2 separate regions of the Hordeum vulgare genome follow, and region 1 is linked to region 2. Evidence: chromatin contacts called from public Hi-C data. All regions are on one chromosome and are shown on one strand. The core of a region is the stretch at or near the end of the contact, and the rest is flanking DNA. Distances in the headings are between cores, read along the strand shown.

Region 1 (3,646 bases), core at 333-2,832, 950 kb before region 2:
CGAGAGCTTGTTCGCCGACGCGCTCAGAACGATCAGCTGCCGAAATCAGACAGTGATTAACTAATGGTAATTAAATTCCATTACCGAGTAACCAAGCAGTAACATGTCGGCAGTAACAAAGCATGAGACATCATCAGCAGTTCAGCACGATGGAATCTTGCAAACTTGTTACCGTTCGGTGGTTTAAATTAGTAACTAGGAGGTGGTACTGTAATAAGGAGCAGATTCGTTTAGTGGATCGAGGCGGCACCTCCTGCACTTCCTCCCTCGTGATCCTCCCGTCGACGTTGGTGTCCACCCTGAAATTTGTTTTTGGCAATGGCCGCAAGAAATGCGTGAGCCACCTGCGCGGACCGGAGAAAACAGGGGAACAACATGATCGTTCTGTACTGTACGTACATGTCGAAGAAGATTTGCAGCCGCGCGTCGAAGCTCTGGTCGGAGATTTGGAGCCAGAAGTCGTGGAGCTCCTCCTTGGTGACCCGCTGGAGGGTCTGCCGCCGCCGCCGCGCCAGCGCGTCGAAGATGCCCACTGCGAACTCCTTGGAGTCCACCATCCCTGCAAACCGACCGTCGAATAGTTCGTCACCAATGCCAGCTCGCGATCGTGCCGTGAACCGAGTTGAGCCGAAGTGGCATGCATGCACGCTGCACGGCGTACCGATGCAGTCGCCGAAGTCGTCGCGGGCGAGGAGGCCGTCGCGGGAGAGGGCGTCGAACCGCTCCTCGACGGCGCCCCAGAGCGCGGTGGCCTCAGCGGAGCCCGTGGCGCGGCTGATGAACCGGAGGCCCTTCAGCGCGCGCCTCGCGCCGGACAGCGAGCGGTCCAGCCTGGCCTGCACGCGCCTTCGCTCCCGGGACGCCATCGCCGCCTCCCGCGGCTGCTCCGGCGCCGACGCCGCCGGCGAGCGCAGCCAAGCGAACGTCCTGCGTATCTTGGACGAGGTCGACGAGCTTCGGCTCAGGTTGCGCCCGCTCCCCGGCGTGTGCGTCCCGGCCCCGGCCGGCGCCGCCGGCCCCGCGGTGGGCGTCACGCTGCGCACCACCATGGACTCCTCGTCCAGCTCCAGCATGACCTCCACGAGGTCGCTCTGGTCTGCGAGAAACGCCGGCAGCATGCCGACGCTGCCGCCGGCACCGGCCGCGGCCGACGTCGACGAGAGGAGCTCGTCGCTGTGCGACGTGATGAACGACTCGTTGTCGGACGCGTCGGTGTGGTCGTCGCCGATGTAATCCGCGATGCGCCGGAGCCCGGCACGCCGGCCGCTGCCCGGACCTCGCGACGGCGTCCACATGACGGGCCGGTGGCTCTCCTGCGCTGTGCTGCCCCTACCGCTGCTATCTTCTCCGTCCACGAAACATACCCCTGGTTCACCTGTAGCAGACTGTAGCCGTTGCTCTGCCCTGCTTCACCTTGGTACTAGGAGTGGTAGTTTATTTTACCTGGCGTGGTTGCGCCTCGTCGCAAGTGAAGCTTGGATGTAGGTATATGCTCCGCTCGATCGGGAGTCCTGCTTCTCCAGGGTGGTTGGGATTCAGTGCGCCGAGTCTCGGACGATTCCAAGTGGACCAGATGGAGAGAGTAGGCGAACGGTGAGAGCATCTTTAATACGGAGCGCAAAAAAAAAAAAAATCAACATCAAAATAGGGTTTAGGCTGCTCATAGTGGAGAGTAACATATAATAGTATCATGCATATGTTACTATTATATGATAGTACTTCCTCCGGTCCTTTGTAGTCTCCATATTAGCTTTGTTCAAAGTTAAAGTATCTCTACTTTGACCAAATGTAGAGAAACATGTATCAACATTCACAATGTCAAATTAATATTGTTAGATTCATTATGAAAGGTAGTTTCATGATACGTATATTTGGTATTGTAGATGTTGATATTTTTCAATATATATTTGGTCAAATTTTGTAAAGTTTGACTTGACCCAAATCTAATATGCGGAGTAAAAAGGACCGGAGGGAGTACCTTCATAGTGCATAGTATCATAAACTAGTATCATAGGTGATCTCATTTATTGACATGCATGACACATAGTAGCATAGCATTTAACATGTTACGGTATCTACCTATGTTACTCTAATCCTCTCTTTCTTCTTTAATTACTTGCCACATCACCATGTTTGCTAGTCCCAAGACTATGTTATTAGCTATGATACTCCCATTATGGCCAGCCTTAGCGCGTTGGGTTGGTGTTTTGCTTTAACAAAAGCGTTGATGCTATTGCGTGAGCATTTCGCGGACGCGCTAAATTTCAACGTGCGTCCAGCATAAAAAATATTTTCTACTTAAACATAGACCAAAGAGATCAAAGACATACAAAATAAATCAATAATAAGTAGTTCAGTTATCATTACAACTCAAAAAGTCAGAGCTACGAACGACGGTCGGACGCTGTTCGTTGGAGGAATGATGCGCTCGAGGGACGGCGGCGAGGAGAGAAGGTGGAGGAAGCAGCAGCGGCCAGTGGGAGAAGCAGGAGAGGCGGGGGAAGCTAGTGCCGATAACAGGTAATGCGCTTGGTCGCCGGAGCGAATGGCGAGAGGTGCGGGCGTGAAAAGGACGTGGATGTCGCCTAGAGGGGGGGGTGAATAGGCGCTTTAAAATAGTTAAGGTTTAGGCTTGAACAAATGCGGAATAAAACTAACGTTTAATATGTCAAGCACAAAACCTACAAACAACTAGGCTCACCTATGTGCACCAACAACTTATGCTAAGCAAGATAACCAACTAAGTGATAGCAAGATATATTACAATAAACAATATGTCTATCACAAAGTAAGGTGCATAAGTAAAGGGTTCGGGTAAGAGATAACCGAGGCACGGGGAGACAATGATGTATCCCGAAGTTCACACCTTGCGGATGCTAATCTCCGTTAGAGCGGTGTGGAGGCACAATGCTCCCCAAGATGCCACTAAGGCCACCGTAATCTACTCACGCCCTCGCACAATGCAAGATGCCGTGATTCCACTAAGGGACCCTTGAGGGTGGTCACCGAACCCGTACAAATGGCAACCCTTGGGGGCGGTCACCGAACCCGTACACGTGGCAACCCTTGGGGGCGGTTACCGGTACCCGTACAAATTGCTCGGGGCAATCTCCACAACCTAATTGGAGACCCCGACGCTTCCCAAAGCTTCACACCACAATGATTGAGCTCCGAGACACCACCAAGCTTCTAGGACGCCAAAGCATCCACGAATAACAATATCAAGGGTACTAAGTACCAAAGGTAGTAAGCTTCTCAACTTCTCACTTCCACGTATCACCGTGGAGAACTCAAACCGATGCAACTAATGCAATGGCAAGAACACACGAAGTGGTCAAGTCCCTCACACTCAAATCCCTCCACAACAACAAAAGCTATGGAGAAATATGAGAGGAAGAACAAGGAGCTCACAAAGAACTCCAAGATCAAGATCCAAGGGGTTCCCCTCACATAGAGGAGAAAGTGATTGGTGAAGATGTGGATCTAGATCTCCTCTCTCTTTTCCCTCAAGAACAAGCAAGAATCATTGGAGGGATTGAGAGTAATCAAGCTCTAAGAATGTCAACAATGGAGGTAGAACAAGAGCTCAACAGATGGATAAGACCAAGGGGGAAGAAGACCCCCTTTATATAGTGGGGGAAGGAAT
Region 2 (4,085 bases), core at 1,410-3,909:
GGTGGGGCCGCCGCGGTAGGTGGGAGGGGGGGCGCGTCGGGTGGTGAGTGCGGTGGAGGAAGAGGCCGAGGGGAGATGGCCTCGCGGTAGGTGGCGAGCTGGCGAGCGGGAGTGGGGGGTGGCGGCGGCCAGGGGAATTGGGGCTAGGGTTTGCCTGCCGTGTGGGGTTTTATACCCGAGGTGGGTGGGTCGGGTAGGGATGGCTTGGCTCGGCCATTTTTGGCCCAGTTGGGCCAGGGGTCTTTTTCCCTTTTTTTAAATACTTTCTTTTATTATTATTATTATTATATTATTATTTAAATGTATTTACTTTCTTTCATTTATTTATTTTTCATAAAGCTCGTGTTTTAAGCATATAGAGATTTCCAATAATTCCAAAAGTGCCTGATTCACTTTTATACTTCGTTAGGTATTCTTTGTAACTCCCTAGACATTTTTATTTCAATAACCGAAATATTTTCTCGTTCGCCTTTATCTTTAAGTTTCAAATTTTGATTCGGTTTCAACTAACACGAGATCATCGATATAATCCACGGTGACGTGGCATCTTTGCACGGGATCACTATCGCTTAATTACATGCATTATTGTAGCAAAAGACGAGGATGTCACATATGCCTTCGCCTCCGTCAACCACGGCTTCATCCGCAAGGCTAAGATCCTCAAACAATGGTGTCCGGTGATCCCGCCCTAATACCTTCGTGAAAGCTTCATCCTCCTTTGTCGTGAACCCTTCCTCATCAACTTATTCATCGGGACCCTCATCGTCCGACTCGGATGCATAGCCACGTGAGTACAGAATAGAATGGTCCATTGTCTATTGCAAATTATATTTGTCCAAATCACCAAGGCTTTTGTCATGAAGAACACTACCATCATTCTCATCATCATTGTGCTCATCATTATCCTCTAGCAATGGTTCATGTTGGATACAAGATTGTTGTGCTGAAAGAGGTTCAATGTTGGCCTATTCGTTGATGCGTGGAGGACTAGCTTCAACAATCGGAGAGGCAACCCGGTTCAAATCCAACTGCAAGTTAGGAACATTTGTTTTGATGGCAAATAACTCTAGAGTCGTGTCTAGTGATTCGGCCACCGTATCCTTGTATGCAAGCCAAGGTTGCTCGGAGTTGAGACGCATGGTCTTCCAACGAATGTGCATTCCGAATCCCACATTATGCCTACCATCAAACTCAACTACATCACTAGGGTCCATCCAATTCAAATCCTTTCGGACTTGTTCCAACAATTCAGCATAGATAGGACAGAAATCGAACACCATGTCAAGCTCATCCGGGTCCGGATCAATATTGCCTTTTAAAAAGGCATCCTTGTCCACGTGATGAACATAAACACATGTTCTTCCCATCCCTAAACAACACAAATACAATATTTTCTATAAGCAATCATCCAAATACTACAATATCTCCTTAATAAAAATAAAGCCTATTCCTAAATAACCCTAACCCTAACCTAACCCTAACACAACCATAATGCAAACATCCAAACAACCCTAATCCTAACCCTAGCCTAACCCTAAAACAACCATAATGCAAACATCCAAACAACCCTAATCCTAACCCCATCATACCCCTTATCCTAGCATACAAACAAATACAACAATATCATATACATCCTACATTTCATGAAAAACTAGGGTTTCCTCAAATTTGCAACAAAGTGACCAAAAAAGATTTTTGTTTGGATGATTACCTTAGGGGAGGGATTGGACAACAAATGCCCGGTCCAAACCTTCAGATCTGCTGATTTGAAGAGGGATTTGAGGAAGGGGAAGACTAGAACACAAGCTGTGAAGTGAAGTGAAGGGAGGGGAATGAGGAGGGAGTGGGGAGGGGGCTGGCCCGTGGCTGGATAAGTCGGCGCCACACTTTAGAGGGTGCGACGCCTAAGGCTTAGACGTCGCACTGCCTGCGCATGGGGCCAGCTGCGCCAGCATGGCCAGGCGTGTGGCGCTGACGTCTTAGACGTCATGCAGTGTAGTGTGGCGCCTAGGTGTCGGACGCCACATGAAAGAGTGAGTCGGGTAAAAAAAATTGTTCTGGTTCACTTCGTGAGTTTTTTCGTTCGAGAGGTCATTTTTGTCAATTTTGCCAGCAAGGGAGAGAAAAAATTCGTAACAACGACTAACACTAATTGCTCTAAACCAATGAATGTTTTTGTTAAACAATACAGTAAGATGCAACGCAATTTGCACAAGAAAACAACGAGGCAACCAATACGTTACACACGTTGGACGAGAACAGTTCTCCCAATCCATCTAAAATAACATTTTCCGCCATTATCTTAGCAAAGTGTCCCCAGCGATCTTCTCATCTTTGGTCAAACGTAGCCATCCAACAGCCAGCCCCCCCGCCCCCCCCTTCCCAAAAAACAAAGGCAAAAACAAAAACCCCGGGCCCCAGCCACAACCCATGGCCCACCGTCAGCCAAAGGGCCGCAGCCAACGACCCGGCCCGTTACCCGCCGCGTGACCTCACCTCCCCCGGTGTAAACCCGACCGTTAGGTCCGTTACCGCATTGGTTCAAAAACCGCCAACCGGACGCCGCCACGTGGACGACGCGCCCTGGCCGGTCACCGCTCGCGGGTGAGCGGACCGCGCCCCGGCTGCTGCTTTGCGTGCGCTAGTGGGGGAGCGGTGCGCGTCGAGGGAGCCGACAACGCCCCGAGAACGAGAACTCCTGTGCTGCCCATCTCCCCCTCTCTCTCTCCACTGAGCCCTCCTGTGCTGCCCCCGCTGACCTGCGGCCACCGACGGCGTGTGGAGGCTGAGGGCGGGTTTCCGTCGCGACCGCCTTGCCGCGGGCTCCCCGGCCGCGACTCGGCAGGCTTCGCGCGAGCTGGTGCTGATTTGAGGGAGATTCGGGGCCGGAGCCAGCGCGACCTCGGGGGATGGGGTGGCTTTCCTGCTGCAAGCGGTCCAACGGGTGAGTGGCAACGGGATGATTTAGCTTAGGATTATTTCCCTGCCGTTTTGGGGAAGTTGGGTACAAGGGTGGGGTTTCTGCCTTTTGGGGGAACTCGTACTACAAGATTGTTCCAGTTTTTATCTGCTGTTGGCTTGTGTGGGAGGTTGAACGTTGAATTGGAGCCATTAGCATACGAATTCTCCCTTTATCAGGTTATTATGTGCTGTTGATTAGCTTGAGTAGCAATTGATTTTGATTCTGAGGAAATACTGAGGTTGGGGTTCATAAATCTGTGAGCTTCATTTCTGATTTGCTCAGAAATCAAATTAGTACACAAATATTACTGTTGTTATTATCGTGAATATTGCTGTTAAATTGCAGCGGTCAGCTAACGAGCTGTAGATAGAATGGAGTGCAGATTTTTATGCATAAGTAGTTTGTTCAGAAAAAAGATGCTGTGAAAGAAATTTTTCAAACTTGTGGGGGAATACTTGGATAGAGTGATAACATTGCGGCCTTACATAGTGTACCCAACAAGTACTTGAATCTGCTGAAGAAGTTCTAATAATCTGGTGTGCTCCTAGGGCCCAACCCGGCAGGAAGAAGAAGAAGAAGGACACGGCATGGCGGATCTTCTCACTCAAGGAGCTTCAGTTGGCGACCAACAATTTCAACTACGATAACAAGCTTGGTGAAGGTGGATTCGGCAGTGTCTACTGGGGCCAGCTCTGGGACGGATCACAGGTGCAGTCCCGCTCTTAAAAAATTAGAAATGCAATATGCTGCAACTTGTGTTATGCTATGTGCACACTCATTTGTTTTATCTGTCGTTTCTAGCGCCTTTTCTTATTACTGCTACAAACAGGACAATGAAGTGGAGTCCTGCGGTTGTTGGTGCTTCTGGTTTAGCTGAATTTAGTTTCGTCTCGTGATTTATTTCTGGTTTGTAGTGGCATTGAAAATTTAAAGTGGTTGTAGTTTTCAAAGCTCGTGAATATTCTTTGAGAATGAACGGCAACCCAAACTGGACCCACCCTCTCTGAACGTGCAAAGAACAAACTTTCTGGTCTAGTGGAAAACTGACTTTCTCTCGCCTTCAACTATTGGTTTACTTTTCAAGTCAAAGAAAACTGTTGCTTTACTTTTTTATGCATTCACT

What was found. A called contact is a pair of places that touch in the nucleus more often than the background predicts.
Region 1: a Hi-C map of leaf shows a contact between it and region 2, with 5 times the contacts expected there. The contact joins the promoter of LOC123404516 here to the promoter of LOC123401829 in region 2. A contact is called at or near these places in 2 of 6 Hi-C or Micro-C datasets (leaf and seedling).

The regions. Positions count from the first base shown.
Region 1 is chr6H:171,193,231-171,196,876 of MorexV3_pseudomolecules_assembly, reverse strand. LOC123404516 (respiratory burst oxidase homolog protein E-like) reads right to left here and starts at 1,582. Exons shown (of 13, transcript XM_045098447.1): 1 at 662-1,582; 2 at 400-559; 3 at 251-299; 4 at 1-36. The coding sequence starts at 1,295.
Region 2 is chr6H:170,244,701-170,248,785 of MorexV3_pseudomolecules_assembly, reverse strand. It overlaps LOC123401829 (PTI1-like tyrosine-protein kinase At3g15890), which reads left to right and starts at 2,659. Exons shown (of 4, transcript XM_045095683.1): 1 at 2,659-2,944; 2 at 3,511-3,670. The coding sequence starts at 2,910.